Linked DNA regions of Mus musculus: region 1 is linked to region 2. A link is a contact called in public HiChIP or PLAC-seq data. All regions are on one chromosome and are shown on one strand. The core of a region is the stretch at or near the end of the contact, and the rest is flanking DNA. Distances in the headings are between cores, read along the strand shown.

The links. HiChIP or PLAC-seq counts read pairs in DNA pulled down with a chosen protein or histone mark.
Region 1: a contact with region 2 is called in an H3K4me3 HiChIP or PLAC-seq map of bone marrow-derived macrophages, with 2.2 times the contacts expected there. The contact joins the enhancer-like site here to the promoter of Hck in region 2. A contact is called at or near these places in 2 of 39 promoter capture datasets (the HPC-7 cell line and trophoblast stem cells), 5 of 484 Hi-C or Micro-C datasets (the N1E-115 cell line, centrocytes, erythroblasts and 2 more), 8 of 115 datasets of contacts at active chromatin or transcription factors (the HPC-7 cell line, bone marrow-derived macrophages, embryonic fibroblasts and 3 more) and 3 of 9 other capture datasets (adipose tissue, liver and pancreatic islet).

The regions. Positions count from the first base shown.
Region 1 is chr2:153,144,505-153,150,373 of GRCm38.p6, forward strand. Hck (hemopoietic cell kinase) reads left to right here. Exons shown (of 13, transcript NM_010407.4): 11 at 1-68; 12 at 4,443-4,574. Among named protein-coding and RNA genes, the nearest start is that of Tm9sf4, 14 kb to the right of the region's middle. Within about 2 kb of position 2,922, at least 36 of the 459 cell types and tissues checked have an H3K27ac peak or open chromatin away from gene starts, as enhancers often do. A contact at or near this core is called in the HPC-7 cell line, the N1E-115 cell line, bone marrow-derived macrophages and 2 more, where this site is marked.
Region 2 is chr2:153,104,330-153,109,860 of GRCm38.p6, forward strand. Hck (hemopoietic cell kinase) reads left to right here and starts at 4,139. Exons shown (of 13, transcript NM_010407.4): 1 at 4,139-4,425. The coding sequence starts at 4,364.

The sequences.
Region 1 (5,869 bases), core at 1,672-4,171, 39 kb after region 2:
GGTGTGTAAGATTGCTGACTTTGGACTGGCACGAATCATCGAGGACAATGAGTACACAGCTCGGGAAGGTAGGGAATGCTGCCCTCCTGGAAAGGGCAGAGATCTGTCCTAGACTGACTCTTGCATCAAGTCAGGAGGCAGACAGACAGATGCTGGTGTTCGTCTCGATCTTTCCTTTGTCATGTGGTCCACAGCCCATGGAAGGCTCTACCCACATTCAGGATGGGTCCTCCCACCTCAATGAGCTCTATGTAGAAAGAGTCCTTCATAAACACACCCAGGGGGCGTCTCCTAGGTGATTCTAGATCCTGTCAGGTTGCCAGTGTTAATACCACACAAGACTTGAAGAGGAACATTTCAGAGCAGGTCGGTAGGAAGACTTCAGCAAGTGCAGGTCGAGGTGAGAGGTGAGAATAATGCTATGCCCAGGAAACAAAACCAGAACCATGTGAATGTCCACAGACAGGGTGTGCGTATCAGCTGTGACACACACACAATGTAGCACCACACAGCAGTTAAGGACCCACACCAGGGGCTGGGAGTAGCATTCAGTGGTGGAGGCCTCACTGACACAGAAGACTATAGACTTCACCCCCATCACACCACACACCAATGCCATGGGCAACTAAAGGGGAGGTGTGACATCCAGATGAAAGAAGTGAACCTAAACAGAGTAGATGCCAGAAGGTTCTACATCATGGAATTCAAAACCAGGCAAAAGTCATCTCTGAAGGTCACAGTGTTCTTCATGATCGCCCCAGACTTAAACACTGTAACTGATGCCCATCAGCTGATGACCAGAGGGAGAACATGTGGGCATCCATACCACGGAATAGTGTCTGTGTCTGTGACAGAACAGAGACAACTGTTGGAAACCCTGGGAGCATGCTAAGTAGAGGCCAGGCACCAATATCTGTTACCCTTGAAATGAAATTCCCAGAATGGCGCAGGGGTTGCCAAGGGCTGGGTGGGAGACTCAAGAAAGGGGTTCTGAGCGCCAGGGATGGGGCTGGATAACATGTGATGAAACATTGTGCAATTCACAATTCTTCCGCTATTATGAAAGTCGTCAGGAGCTGTGGTGGCTGCGCCTTTATTCCCAGCACTGCATTCAAAGCCAGTCTGGTCTGCAGGGTGAGTTCCAGGACAGCCTGGACAGGGCTACACAGAGAAACCCTGTCTTTAAAAAAAAAATCATTGGAGCATACACTTTAAATGTGTGGATTTTATGGCTTGTGCATTATATATCATTAAAGCTGTAAAATTCACTTATACCAACAAAGCTGTGAAGGGAGGTGGGGGGAGTGCTAGCTGAAGCAGGGAGGTACTGCCTCAGAATAGCTGGAAGGAGCCTTCTGAAGGGGCTACTTAGCTACAGATCATCAAAGTCAGACCTTAAGCATCTGTATACTTTAGCTGGGTCTAGAAGTGCAGGCTTGTAATGTAGGCTACTCTGGAGACATATCACAAGTTCAAGGTCTGCCAGGGTAGTTACTGACCCTGTCTCAAAATAAAAAGTAAAGGGGCTGTGGTTCTGTGGCAGAACACTTGCCTGACATGTGTATGGTACTAGACTCAGTCTCCAGTAACACACACACACACACACACACACACACACACACACACACACACACACACCATTGGATATGTTATGATTTGATGTTTAAACTAGGTACAAAAAAATAAAATGAAAAGTTGGATATATAATCTAAATCTGTAAAGAATAAGTGGGATATGGAGAGAACTCTCTAGATGTGGCTGAGGATGTGGCTTGGTGGCAGAGTGCCTACCAGGCATGCTCAAGATCTGGGTTTGAGCCTTAGTACCACATAAAAGAGAAGTATGACATAAAGAAAATGGCTGACTTAGAGTTGGGCTGTGAATCGCAGCATGCAGGAGGATACCATGGAGCCAACCCGGGATATGGAGACCCTGTCTCTCAAAAGGAAAGGAGAGTCTGGAGAGATGGCTCTGTGGTTAAGAGCACTTGCTGCTCTTGCAGAGGACCTGGGTCCTGGCACTCATATGTCGGCTCCCAATCATCTAATCCTAGTTCCATGGTTCCAATACCCTCTTTTGGATGCTGAGGGCACCAGACATGCATGTGGTACACATACATATATGCAGGCAAAATGCCCCTACATGTAAAATAAGTCATTTCAGGACCAGTTTTTTAAAAGAAAAGGAGTGGCAAATTGGCTGAGTGAAAGTGCCTGCTGCCAAGCTTGAGGTCCTGAGTTCAAGCCCCAGGATCCATGTAGTGGAAGGAAAGCACTGACTCCTGCTGGAGGCGTCCTCAAACCCTGACAAAAACTGACACTCCCACCCCTAGCAGCCACAACTGCTCAGCTAGGGGTGGGACTTCAGAGGCCAACTTCTCATCTCTGCTGGGATTTTGTCCAGTTGATCTTGTGCTGGTTTTGTGCAGGCAGACATAGCTTCTTCGAGGTCTGGTGTGTTATGGTCCTGTCATCCAGAAAATCCTCTTTTACAGCATTCCTCCACTGTCTATGGCTTTACAATCTCTCTACTGCCTCTTTCTGGATGATCTCTGAGCCTGGGAAGGGTGTGTGTGTGTGTGAGAGAGATGTGGATATTTCCTTTAGGGTTGAGACTTGTCAATACTTAATCACTTACTCGGCCATAATACAAGCGTCGCCGAATTCCAAAGAACATGCAGATGGTCTCTTAACTTAGCGGTTGCTTGGTATATGGTTTTAAAAATAGCTTTATGGGACACCTAAAAGCACTAGCATTTTCATCATACAAAGGGGCTAGCTTTAGGTGCTCAGGCCTGCGCTGGGACTTTAACCATCTTCTACCACAGTAACAAGAAAAGTGAATTAGGGAACAAAACAGACCCGGCCGAGCTGATGTGTCATCACCACTGCCAGGAAGTTGAAAAGACAGGGAGCATGAATTCAAATTAGCATCATGTGACAGGGGCCTCACATTAAGAGAGTAGCACAGGGGGAAAGCCTCCATTGCTAGTGTCAGCAGTGACACTGGCATCTTTCCACTTAGGATCCAACCCTAAGTGGAGGCAACAACAGAGTCAACATGGCAGTTTGGAGTGGAGCAAGAGTCCAGGGCTAAGTGTCCTCAGGCATCCCTAGGACTGGCCTTCCTCTGGTGCTGCTACTTTTGTGATGAAGCCAGTCAGGTTTATGTCCAGCTCTGAAAGGCTCCCAGGCTTATGGCTGTTTAGGGGGATATGTGCCTTATGGACATTAAGCCACTGGAGACGGTGGTCTAGCCTCTCTAGCCATGAAACCAAATGTCCCACTGAAGTCTTTGAAATGGAACTGCTTGCAGCCTTCTAGCTCCTTCCGCCCTACAGCCCTGCAGTTTGGCAACTGCTGTTCCTGCCCCTCAGCACTCAGCCTGTTTTCTGCCTGCCGTGATAAGGCATGGACAGGAGGTGGCAGCAGAGAGTGATTGAGAGCCTGGTCATTTATCTCCAGTGTTCTGATGGTACAGACATAGTTGCATTGAGAAGAAATGATACAAAGGTGGGCATGGTGGTACATGCCTCCAGTCTAGACACTAGGGAAGTGGGCAGAAAGACCAGGAAATCAAGGCCATCCTATCTAGGCTATGTAGTGAATTGAGAGCCTGTCTCATAAAAATGAGTGAGTGAGTGAGTGACTGAGTGACTGAGTGAGTGACTGAGTGAATGAATGCATGAATATGCTCTCCCTTTGGATTTTGATCTCTTTCCATGTCTATTAATATACTGTCCTCCCTCATGATGCTGAGCCAGGGCAGTGAGCTACAGCTCTGATTTAGCCAAGAGATCACCAGAAGAAACAAAAAAAGAAGCCATGATATGCAGTTGCTGAACTACAGTGTTCAGTAACTAAGTGTTCGAGGCATTTTTGACTTCTGCATTTTGCCTTACAGTGAGTGTATCGTAATCCTGAATCAAGGGGCAGTTATATATCCTATAGACCATGTTCACCAATTATACTTTAATTAAGACAAACACCCACAGACTGCTCATCAAATCCATTCTAGAGGGAGGAAGGGAAGAATAGGAAGGAAGGGACACTCTGACTAGGGCAAACCTCAGACGACAGCTGAAGTCCTCTCCTGCACGCCATAGCTGGGGAGTGGATGGGGTGAGGTATCAGCTGTGACCTAGACTCAAGCCCCCCGGAGATCACTTATCCCCAAAGACCTCTGGGTCTCCACTTATCAGCGTTAACATTTAACAGGCAGCAACTGAATCAAGGATGTAGCCCCCAGAGTGAGCTCCCACATTATATCCACTCCTCTTTGATCCAGTGTCTGTCCTCAAGACAAATGTCCCTTGGTAACATGGGTAACACATTGCAAGGAAATCGCTATTTGTAGAGGGCATGATTCCCCTCACCCTAGCAGAGCCCCAGCCCTCATTGCTCCTCAGTCTCACCGTGACTCTGCTCTGCTCAACCCTGCAGGAGCCAAGTTCCCCATCAAGTGGACAGCTCCTGAAGCCATCAACTTTGGTTCCTTCACCATCAAGTCAGATGTCTGGTCCTTTGGTATCCTGCTGATGGAAATTGTCACCTATGGCCGGATCCCTTACCCAGGTAGGAAAAGGGACATGGGCTTAGGGGTGTCTCCAGCCCAACCTGGCAATGGCCCATCTCGTCAGTATGTCTATTACACTCAGCTCTTGATCTTCCCCCAGTCCCTCTCCACCTTTCTCATATCAGAGGTACTGCCCTCCACCATCCCTCCGCTAGTGTAAGGGGTTGGCTGGCTATCTCCTCTTTCCCACACCTTACTGCACTCAAGCAATCGAAGTTCAGCTATTTGAGCAGGAGGTGGATGGGAAGATCTGGAGAAGTAGCATGAGGCTGAGAAGAAGTCAACTTTTTTTTTTTTTTTTTGAGACAAACTCTTACTCTGTAGCTCTGGCTAGCCTGGAGTTTGATATGCAGACCAGGCTGTCCTTGAAGTCCCAGAAACCCATCTGCCTCTGCCTCTGCCTCTGCCTCTGCCTCCCAAGTGCTGGGACGAAAGGTCTACAGCATCACACCTGGATGATCTCTACTTTTAAGAGATGTATACTTGAGGCTGGAGAGGTGGATCAGAGGTTAAGAGTACTTGCTCTCCCAGAGGATGAGGGTCCAGTTCCTAGCACCGATGTGGTAACTCACAACTATCTCATTCTAGTCCCAGGGGATCTGATGTCCTGTGATGGCCTATGAGGACACCCGTATACACATGGTGTATATATGCACACATATACATGGAGGAAGAACACTCATACACATAAAATACAAATAAATAAATAAATCTGAGGGGCAGGCCTCAGTTCCATGAGAATGGGTGAAAGTATGTGATCAAGGTGGCACACGGGCAGCTGGGGCAGGTGGTGGCACATGGGTACCTGGGGCAGGTGGTAGCACATGGGCAGCTGGGGCAGGTGGTGGCACATGGGTACCTGGGCCAGGTGTTGGCACATGGGCAGCTGGGACAGGTGTTGGCACATGGGCAGCGGGACAGGTGTTGGCATAGACAACAGAAATAAGCTGATGAACTGAGCCACATTTCAAAAGAAGCAAAGAGAGCCAAGGCTGGCTGTCCTGATAGTGAAGAAGCTGTGGAAATTTGGGGTGATTCACTAGAGAGGATGGCCGTCCAACTAAGATATTTAAAGTTTCTTGTTTTTGCTCTTAATCACTGACCCATCTCTTCAGCCCTAATCACAGAAGTTTAAAAAATACTAAAAATAAAAGTAAAGTTGGTAACCATAGTTATTTCATTGTTGTTTTTAGAGATAACAGATGTAAACTTAGAATAAGGAAATGATGGTGTTCAGAGTGACCTTGAATCTGGCTTTGGGGGGGCGGGTACACTAGTAAAATCCAGGCAGGCA
Region 2 (5,531 bases), core at 2,889-5,388:
GGCAGATTTCTGAGTTCAAGGCCAGCCTGGTCTACAAAGTGAGTTCCAGGACAGCCAGGGCTACACAGAGAAACCCTGTCTCGGAAAAAAAAAAAAAAAAGAGTCATTACTTTTCTTCCACCACAGATTCTGGGAGTCAAACTGGGTCTGTCAGGCTTGTAGCAAGCATTTTCACATACTGACCCAATAGTCCTAGATGGGATTTAAAAAGACAATTTGATTATCCTGAAATTATTATTACTATTGTTCTTGTCATCATTATTATTTATGTTTTGCCTGCATAGTTGTCTATGCACCCTGTGCATGCCAGTGCCCATGGACGCCAGAAGAGTGTATGTGATTGCTTGGGACTGGAGCTACAAACAGTTGTGAGCCACCTTGTAAATGCTGAGCATGGAATGCCAGTCCTCTAGAAGAGCAGCCAGCACTCTTAGTTTCTGCACTCTCTCTCCAGCCTGGGGACTTTTAAATTAAAAAGATGACAATATTGTATGGCAAAGATGTAGAGCGACAAAAGTTCACATGGAAACACAAGTCACAGAGATGCTTTGCCAGCTCAACAGTCTGTGGTGCAGTTGAACAAGCACCTGGCTCCAGACCCAGAGAGTCACACACACACACACACACACACACAAGAACTAAAGGCAACTCAAATCTTATTGGCAAGCAAATGAATGGACAGCGGCAGGTCCACACTATAGAGCGCTACTCAGCTGAGAAAAAGGACAAACTAGTGGAATGTGTAACAATATGGAAAATCCCAATAAAGCGGGGAGTCAGCGGAGAGAAGAGGAACAGAAGAAGCACACCATGCAGACAGAACAGAAGAAAAACACCACTTATTTGTGTGACACTATAAAGGACAAAGCTAGTCTATAATGATTTAAAGAGAGAAGCGTGGGAGCAGGGGGACTGGGGAAAGAGCTCTGTTGGTCCAGTGCTGGTCTAACCTGGATAAACTCCTGATTCTGATCTCCAGCATCCAATGAACCCAAAATGCTGAGGCTCGCCCGTAAACCTTTGGGAGGTGGAGACAGGAGGACCAGGAGTTCAAGGTCATTCTCAGCTAAAAGCGGAGTCCAAGGTGACATGGGATCCTAGCTCAAAAAGAAAAACAAATAACAATCTACTGTTACTTGCCTTGAGTCCCCTAAAAGCCGGGAGACTTGAATGGAAGAGAGCTTCGGGGCCAAGAAACGCCTTTGATGTCTTTCCTTTGTGTGCTTTTGAGGCAGGAGCTCAGAACGGAACCCAGGTTGGCCTCAGATTCACCGCATAGCTGAAAATAACCTTGTATGTCTGCTCCATTTCCCAAGTGCACGGGTTACCAGTGTCTGTCACTGCGCCCCATTTATTTGGTACTGGGGATCAGACGCTGGTTCTTGTGCATGACTAGGCAAGCCCCCTCACTTACCTGTGACCCCAAATACTCTATATTCTGATTAAGGGAATGGTTCCACAGGCAAGTATTACCTATGTAGATTTACCAAACTTAATATCTATAATTGTACCTTAAACTTGTTTAGTTACATTTATTTAATGGGTGTGGATGTGTGTGGATGTTCACGTGACACCATATGTATGTAGTGCCCAGAAGACAACTTGTGAGAGTCTGCTCTTTCTCTCTCTAGCAGGATCCAGCTCAGGTTATCAGGCTTGGTGACAAGTGCCTGAACCTGCTGAGCTGCCTTACCAGCCCTAATCATGCCTTTTGTTTACAAAAATCATGTCACAACAGTGTTGGTGAGATGGCTCGGTGGGTAAGGGTGTGCTGTGTAAGCCTGTGACCCCTGTTCAGTCTCTGGAACCCTTATAACGGTATAAGGAGAGAAAAGATTCCACAGTTGTCTTCTGACCTCCACATTCACACTGTGGCATACACCTGCCAGTGTACACACGTGTGAGCACACACCACACACACAAAGAATAAAAGTCAACAAAATATTTTAGAAAGAGAGTCTCACTGTCTAATCCTGGCTGGCCTGGAACCTGCTGTGTAGACCAGGCTGACTTGGAATTTGCAGAGATCCACCTGCCTCTGCTTCTCTGACCTCTGCTGAAGTTAACGGTATATACCCCAATACCCAGTCTAGCAAAAATACTTCTAATTATGCCACAATAAATGTCATAGGAACTTTGGGAACATGAATGTGGGTTTTTGTGGCAATACTAGTCTGGCGAAAGCTTTTGGGAAATGGTTTGAAAAAAGGAAGGTGTTGGTTCTTTGTGGTTCCCTGCCATCAAATGGCACATTGTTAACCGAGATGTTAGGGATGCTGGTTATATCCTTCTAATTTCCCCCTGGGCCTGTCCCAGGACCTACCTCCCTCATCCTGGAGGCCCAGGAAGCATGGTTGGGGCAGACCAGAGTGCTGGAGGCCTAAGGCCCTCCGGGCATCCCTCACCAACCATCCCACAGGAGTGTTTAAATGCCAGGCCTTTGTCTCTAGGTGGATAATCGGGGACCGGGAGGTTGGAAGCAGGGGGTGACAATGTGTGTGTATAATACACTGCCTTCTGTCCCAACCGGACAGCTAGCTCTGTGACGCTGCCTTTATTGGCTTCTTTCCCATCTCAATCTCCTTCACTCAGTAGATAACAAGCATTGTTTACTGCTACACAGACTAATTTCACTTCTGTGTCCAAGTCAATTAAACCTGTTCAAGACTCGGTCTATTTTTAGAAATAGGGCATGAATATATTAAAATACATAGCAAACACATTAGTGTTGGGTGACTGGGATTTCTACGTGGGCTGGGGACCAGGCTGTGTAGGAGGCAGCTCTGGTTGTCAGAACTGCTACTGGGCCTAGCGGGTGGAACTCTAGAGCTGCTAACACCGCTCGCGCTCAGAATTCATACTTAAAACATAGTACTGCTAAACGCATGCCTACATGCACGCGTAAGCGAATGAATGAGAGATACTGGTGGTCTGGCCTGGCTAGAGGAGGGAGGACTCCTGTACGTTTCTGCAGGTGTGTGTTGCAGTTTAGAGAGTGTTGGTCCCTGTCGTTTTGAATGATGTCTCAGGCTGAGTGGAATATGCCATGCAAACAGGACCTCAGTGGTCTGCCAGTAAGACTTCCTCTCTTCAACTTGGGAGGTCCTCTGAGCAGTCCCATATTCAGCCCAGAATAAGGCAAAGAACTCCCGCGGGCGCCAGACTTTGCATGGAGTTTGAATAAGCGGTGGGTGGGCGGGTGGAGGGAAAACCGCTGCATGTGGGAGGGACCGAAGTGGAAGGGCGGTGGAGACCCACCAGAATCCTAGAGGGAGAGGTTAGACTTATCAGGGCGTGGTTAGACTTAAAGGGAGCTACATTCCTTCTGCGGCTGGTTTAGGATCTTTGAAAGGAAGGATAGGATCGGTTGATTGCTCCAGTGCAGGATTTAGGACCTATGGGATTAAGGTCTCGTAGGGGGCTGGTGGCTGTAGTACAAACTACGGAGAGAGAGGCCCTGGATTCCATTCTCTAGAACACACAAGCGCGCGCGCGCGCGCTCTCGAGATTAAAACCCTTTCAGAAAATTTGATTACAAATCTAGAGAATTTGTAGGGGTTAGGACTGGGAACAGAATAGAAAGTGAGATTGAAAATCTTTCCCCAGGAGGAGGCAGATGGTTTTGCAGGTAAAGACGCCTGGTGCCAAGCGTGGCTGCTTGAGTTCAGTCCCCGGAACTCGGAAGGTGGAAGGTAAGATCCTAGTCCTCCAAATTGTTCTCTAACCTCTACACCGCTCTGAGGCTCCAGGGTACTTACACACATACACGGAAACAATCAACCAGTCAAACAATAAACGTAAAATATTACAATTCTTTAGGGAATCCAAGGGTATTTGGTCTCTTAGGTAGGGGTCCAAAATCTCTGGGGATAGGGTTTAGAATCCTTTGGACAGGCTCATTACATCATGGGGGGCTTAAACGCACTAGTGGGGGAGGGGGACTGGGAATCTTGGGAGGGCGGGTCAAACCTTGGTGTCTGAGTAAGTCCTTCAAGGACTGGTTAGCGCCCTTGAGGACAGGGTTAGCAAAGAAATGCTGAAATTCTTTGGAGGTGAATTTAGAGCAGGAGACAAGAGAGCCAGAGTGGGAGTTAGGCTCTTAGAGGGCGGAGTCGGGGTATTTGGGGGCGGGGTTTGCATCACCCAGGGTGCGGCTAAGGCGCCCAGATGGCCAGTGAGCGCCACTGGGTTGCGGCTCCCAGCTTGCACTCCCCGCGGCGGCTCTCAGACGGGTGGGAGGGGACCAAAGTCGCCCGTGAAGGGGGCTCTGACCCGTTCCGAGCGCCAACGCAGCCTCTGTAGCCCGCAAGTCTTCGTCGCTTGCTCCGGGCTCTGAAGTCCGGGGCCACCAGGGGCCGCAGCGCTGGGGGGTCGGTCTAGCTGCGAGGATCCGGGCTGCCCACGAAGCGAAGGGCGGGCGCCCAGGTGAGTGCGGGGTGAGAGGGCGGGAATGGGACACACCCCCGTCCCCGAGAACGTGCAGACCTCGGGCTCCAGGGATCTGAGATCCTGGGCGAGCTGTGGGGGTGCCGAGGAAGGAAGAACCCGTCCTAGGAGCAACCGATCCCCGGCGGTGGGATGCGCAGTCTACGAAAGGTGGAGGGTACCCAGGTGGCCAGGTGAGGCGAATTGCCGCCACCCAGGGCGACCCTGGGATAGCCCTAGATAGAGGAAGCTCAGGCAGGGGAATGGCAGTGCTGAGCTGAGGCTTCTCTGTCTAACCAGGTTCCCCTTCTGCACACACACACACACACACACACACACACACCAAGAAGAAGAAGCTGGAGGGGAGGGAAAGGCCCGTTCAGTTCCCATTGATGGTGGGTGGGTGGCAGGTCACGCAGGTAGACAGCAGCCATGGCTAAAGGAACAGCCCGGCCAAGACAAGCCCATGCCTGCCACACCCAGGCCTGGCTATAGGTGTATATCTGAGTCCCCTCTTTTACATCTTCCCCTGCCTTCCCAGCTGAACCCCTAACAGGCGTACATCCAACTCCAGAACCTCTTACACAAAGACCACAATCTACCACCATCTCCTCTGTGTGACACTGGGGCATGTCACTGGCTACTCTCTGGATTCCAGCTTCCAACTCTGTAAAATGGGCTGTTTTACATTCATCTGAAGCTGAGTTGTCCAGAGAAGGGGAGCAGTGCTGCTGGGTACTGGAGAGAGAGCCTGGTTTGTCTGTGCCTCTGTTTGCATAGCTGCAGGATGGAGATGGTAAGAGGACAGGTTGAATGTTCCCTATCCAAACTACACCTGATCAGAGGGGTTTAGGATTTCCGAGTGTGGCAGAATTCTGTATGTCAAGTGCACAGCGAGGCATCCTGGAGTGAAAATTAGGTCTTAAAGAGACATTTGTGTATGTTACACGTGCTTCTGTATGTGTTCACTGGTTGGTGTGTACTCTGGGGTTCCTACACACGTGGAGGCCAGAGGACTCTATGTTGTTCTTCAAGCAAAGGCCACCTTGCTTTTGGAGACAGGGTCTATCATCGGCCTGGGGCTTTTGCTGGGTAGGTGAGGCCGG